Regions from separate parts of the Mus musculus genome. Here region 2 is linked to region 1. The links are chromatin contacts, called in public Hi-C maps. All regions are on one chromosome and are shown on one strand. The core of a region is the stretch at or near the end of the contact, and the rest is flanking DNA. Distances in the headings are between cores, read along the strand shown. Region 1 overlaps Mast4 (microtubule associated serine/threonine kinase family member 4). Region 2 has its middle 43 kb from the start of Gm41079.

Evidence for each region. A called contact is a pair of places that touch in the nucleus more often than the background predicts.
Region 2: a Hi-C map of olfactory sensory neurons shows a contact between it and region 1, with 2.5 times the contacts expected there. The contact joins two enhancer-like sites. A contact is called at or near these places in 19 of 484 Hi-C or Micro-C datasets (the G1E-ER4 cell line, the HL-1 cell line, cerebral cortex and 7 more) and 1 of 9 other capture datasets (pancreatic islet).

Annotation. Positions count from the first base shown.
Region 1 is chr13:103,176,738-103,182,196 of GRCm38.p6, forward strand. All of the region lies in intron 1 of Mast4 (microtubule associated serine/threonine kinase family member 4), which reads right to left. Among named protein-coding and RNA genes, the nearest start is that of Gm30050, 82 kb to the left of the region's middle. Within about 2 kb of position 2,119, at least 3 of the 459 cell types and tissues checked have an H3K27ac peak or open chromatin away from gene starts, as enhancers often do. A contact at or near this core is called in olfactory sensory neurons, where this site is marked.
Region 2 is chr13:103,421,333-103,426,791 of GRCm38.p6, forward strand. No RefSeq gene overlaps it. Among named protein-coding and RNA genes, the nearest start is that of Gm41079, 43 kb to the right of the region's middle. Within about 2 kb of position 3,114, at least 5 of the 459 cell types and tissues checked have an H3K27ac peak or open chromatin away from gene starts, as enhancers often do. A contact at or near this core is called in olfactory sensory neurons, where this site is marked.

The DNA of each region.
Region 1 (5,459 bases), core at 869-3,368:
TTACAAGGCATCTCCAGTACTTTGACAAAATTGAGCATTTCACGTATGGCGAGAGCCTTAGGTCATATCAAATGGCATCCTTTATAAGAGTTTTTTTTTTTTTTTTTTATTCTAAACCAGCATGCTAATTTTTGACAGGGCTATCTCTGAAGGTGATTCCTAAATAATGAATTATTCGACCTTTTAACTATATCCCTACTGGCATACTCACGTGTGTCCATTAATCGAGTCTCTTTCTGCTCCATTCCTCTTTTCTGTAATTCTGCATTCATTCCCAAGATGTGACACTTGCATTTTAAAGACCCATCCAGAATGCACGTGCCCTACGGCCAAAGTTCACAAGTCCAAAGAGTATCACCAATGTCATTTGCATTCCTAATGGAGCCATGGCTAACGTCCTCTTTTGTGCTTTAAACAGAGAAAAGGATTGACTAGGAATGTAGGTTATGAAAACGTTGCTCAGTCATTCTATTTCTTGGTATTAAATATTCTAAAAAAAAAAAAAACAAAACCAAAGATACAAAAATACCTGAATCAGGAAACTGCGCAGACCTTGCTTATAGCTCCCATCAAGTACTTATCCTTTCTCTCTCTCTTCCTCACCACTCAATACAGAATCAAATAGGCAACTTAGAACGACTTTACTGTATTTTAAAGTTAGATTTTACTTTTAAGCCAACACTTAAAAGAACAAACAAGCAACTGACAGAATAGCCTTCTGTAGCTAGAGACGTTTACGGCAGGATTGTCACTAATTCCACAACAGTTAGGTGCTCAGACCAGAGCTGACACATAAGCGTCTCTATTAACGTATTTAACTCTTAATGCATCATTTCTTCACCCACAGAACATTAGTAACAATCATACTGATCCCCTGAGTGGGATGTAAGGATTATCAGCTTTCGTACATGTTCGCGCCTGAACATCTGATAAAATAGAAAGGGCACCATTTGTGCTTGCTGTAGCTACAATCCATTTCACAAAAGTCACCTCTTCTATCACCCAGGCGAACATTTCTACATGGAAATTAAACCTGCTGCAACTTTACCTGGGACTTTGATTTCGATTGTTTGTTTTCAGGGTTTTTTGGTTTGGTTTGGTTTTGGTTTGTCTGGTTTTTTTGTTTGTATAGGCTAAGAGAGAATAGATGGGACACAGAATGCCTGATTCATAAGAAGTCACATTTTCTTGTCCTTGTGTGTGTCATCAGCCATGGTATAGCGTTTGGGAGGAGCCTTGAATCCATTCCAGATGCTCAGGGACAGAATTCTAGGGCCATGCTCCAGGCAAGCCACTTCCGTCTGAAGACTAGATGTCAGGTGACGAGGACATGTAGTTGAGGCATGAAAGGGGCTAACACATCCAAGCAGTCCATAGCCTAAAACACTGGTGCGCACTCTGGCACTGTCTGCAAGGCTCAGCTCAGCTGACAGGCAACACACATGGCTCAGAGTCACACCACTGCTCTGTACCGCTCAAGAGTATGTAAGAAAACACTTCTTATTCACGGCACTGCCTAAAGAATAAACCAGGTCCCCTTACTGCTTTCTAATATCTAAGTATTGACCTGTCAGGCCACCAAGAGAGTGACAGTCCTGACCATACTGCATTGGGTCTGCTAATTGATTTTGCTGACAATCAGTCTGGATTACATCCCCCCCAAGAACACGGGCTTCTACTTAATGATGCTGTAAGCAACATCCCTCCAAATCTAGCCGCTCGGATCCAGAGTGTACAAGGGAGGAATGCACACCACGGGGCCCTGATCAACACTCATCTCCACGTATAAATATTTATTTAGTAAGCAGTTTTGTTGCTATTACTGTTTTCTTCTTTGAAACAGTGTCTATGCCAGGTTGGCCTCAAATTCAAGACCCACCTGCCCTAGCTTCCTGATTGCTAGGATTAATACAGATGTGCACAACTGTACACAGCTTATCAAGCAGCGATATGCTAGGCTCAGTCTGGGGCGTGGGAGTAAGCAGACCAACAGTAAACAATACAGACCCAGTAGGAGGACATTCAAGCCTGGAGAGGGACACTGGAAAGATGTTTTCAGGCCTCAGCACTAGAACCAGTGTCGTTGCTGCTGGGCTGTTGGGAGGGTTTTCCCTTGGGAACTACATACCTAGCAACATCTCTCTAGACACCTAGGCAAAGCCTCTGACTCCTCACCAGGAAGTGCAATGTGTCCCATTTCTAATCTTAACTTTATGCAGACAGACTTCATTTTATCTTCTAAAGTGAGATTTGTGGAGATTTTTACACACACACACACACACTCACTCATTCACTCACTCACGTACACATTCACACAATCTCAAGCACACATACATATATACACGTGGCCACACACACATATCCACACATATCTGCACATGCAACTCAGCCTCATATATACACATACATACCCACACATACACACATACTCTCTCACACATGCATACACATACTCTCTCTCATAATGCGCGCTCTCTGTGTGTGTGTCTCTCTCTCTGTGTCTCTCTCTGTCTCTGTCTCTGTCTCTGTCTCTCTCACTCACACACACACACACACACACACACACACACACTAAACAGTCCCTGGAACCACTCTTGGACCTCACGATTTGGAGGAAATGGGAAGTGTCGTATCTGAGCCCAGAGACGCTACTAAATTTAACTTGCCAAGCACTCGGCTGCCCCAACAACAAAGACTTACTGGATCTATGTCACGATGCCACTGCTGAGGTCCCTTGGCTCTGTGCTTGCTCTATTCTTGCTTATTTTCATCTATTTTTACATTATATTCCCCTACTAACTTATGTGTTGTAGTAGGTTACTTTATGAGAACAAGCTGGCTATAGTGACTCATGCTGTATGTAACCCCAGCACTCTGGAGGTAAAGGCAGAGTTGAAAGTGTAAGGCCAGCTGCCACTACATAGTGGGTGAGGCCAGCCGGTACTAAAAGACCTATCTGAAAAAAACTTTTGAGAACAAAAAGAAAATGGAAGAAAAAAAAATAAGAGTCAGTAAAACCCTTCATGTTTACAAGGTCTGGTAAGCCAGCAATTCCCCAAGCCCTAACTTACTCAAATGATTTAGCTGTTTATTGCGATCATTTTCTCAATAAATGGACTTATCTTCAAATAAGGCATCAATAGAATATATTTACACCGGAAAGTGTACTAGATAACAACATCATTTTCTATCTTTGATGTCTGTCAGGAGGAAAAAGTCCAGAAATTTGAGATTCACCTGCCTCATCTCCCAAATACCGGGATTACAGGCACACACCCCATGCCTGGCTTCTTTGATTTTGTAGTTAATTCCTGGGATCACAGACATAATCGGCAATATAAAATAAGTTTTAGAAATGTCCTAAACTGTGTTGGATCAAACTATAATGACATTCACCTGCGCTGAGCTGTACCCCAAGGTTCTCTGCTTGAGAACATTGGGTTTTCTTTCCTGAGTGGAATATGCAAATTACCACGTTGATAATGTTACTTCCCTCGCCTGTCAACTTCAAGAAGGTCAATTCCTTTGCTCATGAACATCTTCACAAACACATACTCGGCAAGAGATCATGGTCAGAGCCCAAGGAAGGGTGCCATGCCGTGGACACCGAATCACAGCCGAGTATGACGTGGACACTGAGCAGCAAGTTCAATCATTGAAAGATATGAAGACCAGAGCTAACGTTATTTGACAGCCTTGAAGCATGGCATTTACCCATACACCTTTCAGAATATTAATTGCTACTCAAAGTTTGGTTCGGGAGCAATGCCACTGGGGAAAACACAGGAAACATACAACTTGAGTTTGCATATATGGATCACCTGGTTTTTTTCCTGCTGTCTTAATATTCTGGATGTTTCCCTGACCTTTATTTAAGGATCTAATCTATGCCGGTGGTTGTTTACTTATCTGAAGTCGTTAAAGTCCCTTGACACCATCCTGTCCCCGACAGCAATATAACTAAAAAGTCTGACCCTGGTTAACAAGCAGGGAGAGAAAGCATTTCCCCTGGGTTATTTCCTGCAGTAGGAACCAGAATGGAAAAGTCTCACGTGTGTATCACAGAAACGATCAGTATATACCCACTGCCCCTTTTCTCAGGGTTAGCTTTTATAAATGATATTCCTAACTTGCCAAATGGGGGAACAGAGATGCAAGGATTCAACATCTTCAGCTCACTAAGGGGTAACCTTGTGGATCAAGTCCAGTATCCCTAACTCTGAAGCCCGATTCCTTCCACGCTCTCAAACCCTCTCCCTGACAGGGGCTACCATGGTAAATCATGGAAGTCTCAGGAGTCAACTAAGACTCCTGGAGGAAGCCAGGTGCTGAAATTCTGCTGTCAACAAGTCCACGTGATCCACCTGAACTCCAGCTGGTGGCCTATCAGGTGGGTTTCTTAGCTCAGCACTCAAGAATCACAATGCATTAGTAGTGTGGAACAGCCAAAAAGAATGTAAAGATATAGATAGACTCTAGCTCTCTGATATTACTGGAAGACCAAGGCCCACAAAAGATACAAAGATAGTTGGAGTATGCATCTAGACCAGAGTCTGGACCTAACTTACTGTAGATCCTGCTGTGCATCCTTATGCACTTTGCCCACCCTCACCCGTGGACACACCCAGCATGCAGCTGCTGTTACAATCAACTTAAATGATTTCCAGTGGTTTTCTGACTATGTACAGTCTGTCAATCCAAACTTGTCCTAAAAGCATGATGCAAATGCCTATTATAGATAGACTGCGGCTGAGAACTAAAGATGTTCAACAAAAGGATTGTGTCCACAAACAAAACGACAACTACAACGCCACACAGTAGATGCTGAGAGAGGTAATGGGGACTACCGGGCTGGTCTGGCAGCTGATTAATTACGTTTCCTTACTGTGTTGTCAGAGCAGTCCTGCATTACTCTTTGCCTTCGCTCACAAATGCTCAACTAGATTAAGGTCAGTATCCTGGAAGCTAGACCAGGGAGAGGCATGAAGTCGTACGTAAAGACATGCTAGTTTTAATTCTGCTTTGCGATTCTTTTTTCCTAAATTTCTATCTCTCTTTAGCCATCAACTGCTCCACTGGGGCCAGGTCCTCAGAAGCTGCTGATGTGCCACATCCTCTTCCTGAAGGACTCGGGAAAATGACAAGAAGGAGGTCAGTACTCTCCATCAAGTGTCAGGCATGAAACATACTTTAAAGGACTACCTTATTTTCGTGTGTGTGTGTGTGTGTGTGTGTGTGTGTGTGTGTGTGCGTGCGCGCGCGCAGGTACACCCAGAAGCCACAAGAGGGCACTGAATCCCCTGGAGCTAGAGTTCCAGGTAGTTCCGGGAAGTCACTCCCTGTGGGTGGGAGACTGAACTCAGGGCCTCTGGAAGAGTGGCAAGGGCTCTTAACCAACAGGCAACCTCTCCAGCCGAAAAGCAGAGCATTTTTTGAAATTTCATCTGTAAAATAAAGAA
Region 2 (5,459 bases), core at 1,864-4,363, 250 kb after region 1:
AAAGGAAGGAAGGGAGGGAGAAGAGGAGGGAGGCTGAGTAAAGAAGAAAGAATGGGTAAAAGCATAGACGTGGTCAGGTGACAACGAACAGCACGCACTGATAACTGTCGCAGTAAGACAGACCTATTTCTAGGAAGCCTATTCCTGAACAAACGTACACTGTCCCAGGTACTATGTCTGTAATGCAGTGACCACAAATTACGTTAGCTTGATTCAAACTGTTGTGAGGGGAGGGGATCTGACCACTGGAATTCACGATAGCTTTTTAAAAATGTTTTCTTATCGTAGGCACAACCCAAGGAAAGTGGCAGAAAGTCGCACTGAGAGCAGGGATGACCTTGATCTCCAGATGCAGCCCTTCAAGTTCAAAGCCCTTCCCCGTGAAGAGCCCAGTCCCTCCACCCTCCCCTAGTTGAGAAGCTCCCCTCAAGCTGCCCCGCTAGTGACAAGGACTTGACTCTATCCTACCGGCTTTTCCAATGCTGGGCCCTGAAGAGCAAGACTGTGTGGGGATTATCCGTGTACTCCGAGGTCGAGGCAGCTCGAAGCAGCTGCAGGAACAAATTGATTTCTACTTAGGTGCTCCGCGTGATGAGGGCTTTTGTCTTCCCACAAGATTTGCTCACTTACCTACACCAAGGAATAACCTGGCTTGAGCTGATATCACGGAGGCTGCGCAAACCCCCCAGCCCGTTCTCCCTGATCAACAGCTCTGTGAAACTGGCTGAGATACTTTGGGTTCGGGAAGCTGAGTAGGTGTGAGGTCCCATCAGGTTTATTTTTAAGAAAACACTTAGAGGTGATTTAGAATTCTGCTAGGGCGCTCAGCTCAGACACCCAGCTGGGTGCTGTGAGTTATTTCATCTCTCTGCACCCCAATTCCCTCACCCACAGCGTTCCTAGGTTTCCTGCGTTACCCCTTTGAACCTATATCAACGCAAAGGGCTCCCTTTCCTGTTTGTTTCTCTCGGAGGTACCTCCATTTTGACTATGCGCAGCTTTTATTTCTGAGTCATTTGTTATGAAAGTTTTCTTCAGTCTCAAGGAATACATCTTCTCTAAGTCTGAAATCAGTTACTCTCCTCTGTCAGTACTTCCTTTAAGAGGACCACACCATCATGATTGTAATTCAAAAGCCATCCACTCGGGTCTTTTCTCCCCGGTCCCAGAGCAGAAGGGAAAGCAGGCTGGATAACCAGACTGCAAAAGTCACCGACAGCAAACTTGTTTTAAAATGTTGTAATCTGGTTACCATTAAACATCATAAAAATGTTTATAGAACTCCATTCAACAGTTGGCACATTTAGGCTAAATTCAGAAATACAATGGGGAGTTAGGTAAATCGCAGAGCAGTGGTTCTCAACCTTCCTAATACTGAGACCCTTTAATATATACAGTTCCTCATGTTGTGGTGACCCCTCACCCATAAAATCATTTTCATTGCTACTTCATAACTGTAATTTTGCTACTGTTGTGAATCATAGTGTTAATATCTGGATAGTCGGAATATCTGATATGTATCTCATATGTAATCCCTTTAAAGTGTTGGTCCACGCTCCAGTTGAGAACCGTCGCTGTAGAGGGTTACGAAGAGCACAGAGCCTGAACCAGGAGGGGCCTTGGATCCTCAGTGTGGGACAGCCACGGCTACACAGGCAGGAAGGCTCTGTCTTCAGGTAGTTTCTGAGGTACAGGAGTCTTGGTCATAGACTCAGGGGTCCTGCCATGTCCTTTTATGAACTGCTCTCAGCTGAGCAACTAGGAGCTTCGTCTTTGCTTTCTCTTCCCTAGCAAGCCTGATTCTCTCAGATCTCCCAAGGGACCAGGGGAAGATCGATGAGGTAATGTCTCCTAAGGGGAGACCATTCCACAGACTCTTCTGGTAAATTACAAATTATAACCAGGTGGAGTCACATAGTCTATAGTGGAAATCCTGGAGGTACAAAGCGCTGAACGTAACGTGGGATGCACAATCCTCCTCCATCAGACTGCTCTGAGTACATTTGACACGGCAAGGTTCCCTCGCCTTCCTTACCATTTGTAACACATTCACCTTTGGCGGGTGGTGTGTATTTTGGGATTCGATGTGGAAAAAGCACAACTGGCCTTCTATGAGCCGAGGAATGGTGTTCCAAGGTAAGCCAGGATGTGCATGTATCAGGCAGACTCATTTCTTTGGCTCGGTGTTTGGCCAGATGATGTCAAACCTTCGTTTACTGTTAGTCTAGTGCCAGTTGGCAAGCCGTGTCTGTGCAAGTCATGGGATTTTGAGAATCAAAGGAAACAGTGTGAGCTATGAGATGAAAAACAGAGGAATGGGAGGGGGCTTCACTCGCCATAGTGACTGGCAGATCGGCTCACTCTCCAGCTTCAGCCCATCCTCTGCATGAAAGCCTTGTGAGGAGCCAGGGGGAGCTCTGCATAGTGGATGGTTTCAAAACATATCTTCCATGCCAGTACCGAACGAAAACAACAATCCATCCCATGCCCTGCCTCTTCTTTCTGAAGGGGCTACCCCTGAATCCGAGGTCTTATAAACTGCTGTTAAAAAGTGTCAGGCTGACCCTCTCCCCAACAAAAGAATATTGTTGCTGTTTTCTCATAATAAGCCTTCCTTTTGACAATTTAGGAAATGTAATAGAATTTATCATCCATTAGCCCCTATGTCCTAAGAGAGCAGATAATTTGGTAACAAAACTCTAATTTTGATGGCCTGCGCTCATGGATTTTGGCAGACAACGTTCTGGTGTCTTTCTTGTTAAGGCTTCCCCTCCCCCATCATCGAAATCATAATAGAAATTATATGGGATGTGACTGGTTCCTCGAGAAGGCAGCTGGAAGGTTGACCTCTTCCGTGAGCTTGCTGATGTTAATGGAATGACTCCCTAGGAGAAACAATGGCCGCCAAGTTGGCCACAGATCATACATTGCACCACTCTGGCTATTCAGAGTAAATCCAGGCCTATGCTGATAAAGACACTGTTGTGACAGAAGTCAACCATCTCTCTGCACATACCCAGGGTGGTCACTGGAGCTTCCCATAGCATACACTTCTTCTATGCAATGCGTATAGTTCTCAGCCAGAGACTGAATGGGCCCACGGGAGAATTAGAATCCTCACGGCAGGCAACAATAACCTAAACACAAGCGTTTCTTTCCAAATCATAGTAATTTGCAGCTAATTCCTAACTTCTCTTTCAAATTAGTGTACAATTGCTATGTTATTGAACTTGTGAGGCAGGGACATGGCTGAAAACGACTGCTACTTTTCACAGGTTAGAAAAGAACGGCAAGAAGTAGCCAGCTCTCCTCTAAAGCAATTAAATAAGCCGATGAAGGGGCCTCCTGGCAGGGACTCCCAGCTTTCCTACGCTGGCTCCTCCTTGTTCTTAGCTAACACTGAAGGTCCTTGACTCCTTTAAAGAGAATGTTCCTGGGGTACATATCTTTTCTCCCCGTGGTTTTAATTTATGTGGATATTTGTGTTTTTTTTATGCTTGCTTTTTTTTAAGGATTGCTAGTTCTTTGTTGCTGTGACAAACACCTGAGAAAACAACTAATAGGAAGAGCTGAATTCTAACCATCATTTTGGGGCTTGGGGTCGTGTTTGGATGGTTCCATTGCTGTCAGTCACAAGGGGAGGTGGAGCGTCATTCGTGCTTTCTGTGATGCAAACAGCTAATGCGTGAACACTCAGGACCTAGTCACTTCACAAAGCCCTTTCTCTGGTCATTGTTACATGGGGAAACAAGCTTAACAAAATCACTCTTTGGGGGAACATTTCAGATCCAAACTGTAAACTTTATTTTTAAGCCTCTGTTTCCCATCTCTCCTGCAGACAAACAAAAACTCAAAATCAGGTTCAGAAGTACCTACATGCACCCTTTGCTGTTTCCCCACGGGATTCTGTGCCCACCCATGTTCGTTCTGAGAAGTCTGTTCATTCATCTAATAGATGTCATGAGTATCTGCTATAGGTCAGACCCCAGCACACATGCTAAGGCCGTACAATGAATGAATAAAACAAGGGGTACATTTCTCTCTTTCACCTTATTGGGATAAAGAAAATGAGCAGATAGTTATGTTACTATTACATATTATATTACATAATTATTTAATGATACGTGTTAAGGAGCTAGAGAATGAAAACTTGAATTAACACCTGCGTGATATTTTGGACAGAAAATCCTCCTCCACAGTTGGTAGTATTTGAGCAGAGGTCAGGATGAGACCTTACTCGTGCAAGGATGCGGAGTGCTAGTCTTTGCATTTGGAAAATGTTGTAGACGTCTCCTCCTAGACGTTACTCATCTGGCAACTTTACCCTGAGTTATTTTGCTGTTCAGATTACTTAACATCGGTGCAGTCCAATCTATGAACTTTGGTTTTTGTGTATTTTTTAGTCTTGTTAGAAGTCATTATTCAAGATCTCAAGGATATGTTGGCCCATTTCTTCCTGTTAGCTTTTAACTCTTTGACTTTTTGGACTTAATTTCTCAGATGGAAGGCTGCCTGTGTCTGTGTAGTTTACTAACCAACCTTGTTGTGATACCAGTTCTCAGTGTGTCTTCACCAGTATCCACCCATCTTTCCATCCAGTTTCTTTTTGTCTCCTTGTGTCATCTGCCTATTTCTCTGCACCAGGCTTGCATTTCCCCTTGTACCGTGGCTTTTCATTGTCTGAAGGTTATGATCTGTTCACCTTTGTGCTCAGCCATGGCTAGCCTACTGTCTGACAGCCAAGGCATCGTTGTTTAATGTATTGTAGAGTATGCAGATAGGAGCTATGCTCCTCAGATAAAGATATGCACCTGGTTGTAAGAACCATAAACATTACTCACCGTACTGAATTTAGTTTTCCTTAGTTGGAAAGCTGACTGGTATCATATTATAATGCAAGCATAAGCGTCCATTTTAGCTTTAAATATACTTTTTGTGGTCACCTAAGTTGGAAGGTGTTACATGAGTGGCCGAGGATGGTATGGGAACTTAAAGTGGCCAGTCAGTTCCTTCTACAGCACACTTTGATTATCTTCAGTTTCTTTTTGTTTTAAGTTAAGCCTCATGACATGAAACTGAGACACTGATTATCAATAACTTTCACTTTTAATCAATTCAGTTCAAATGAGGCGAAAGTGAGTTCCAATTTTATTTTATAATTCTCAGTGTTGTGAGAACAAGATTCTTCAGTTACTGGTGGGCCTGTTGCTTGTACTGAGGAACACTGAGCGAGCAAGGGAACTAAAAAAGAGTGAAGAACTTGTCAGGGCTTCTAGGGGGAAAGTCGACAAAGGTTGGCTTCATTCTGTGCCTTTGTCCCCAGAGTCATTCGAGCAACTGAGAGCTAAGCAGATACTTCATCAACTCCATCGAGGGGATACAAATTGGACTGAAGGAGCCACTATGAACGAGGAGTGAACACCCACAGCCATGGATAGAATCCCTGTGGTCACCCTTTA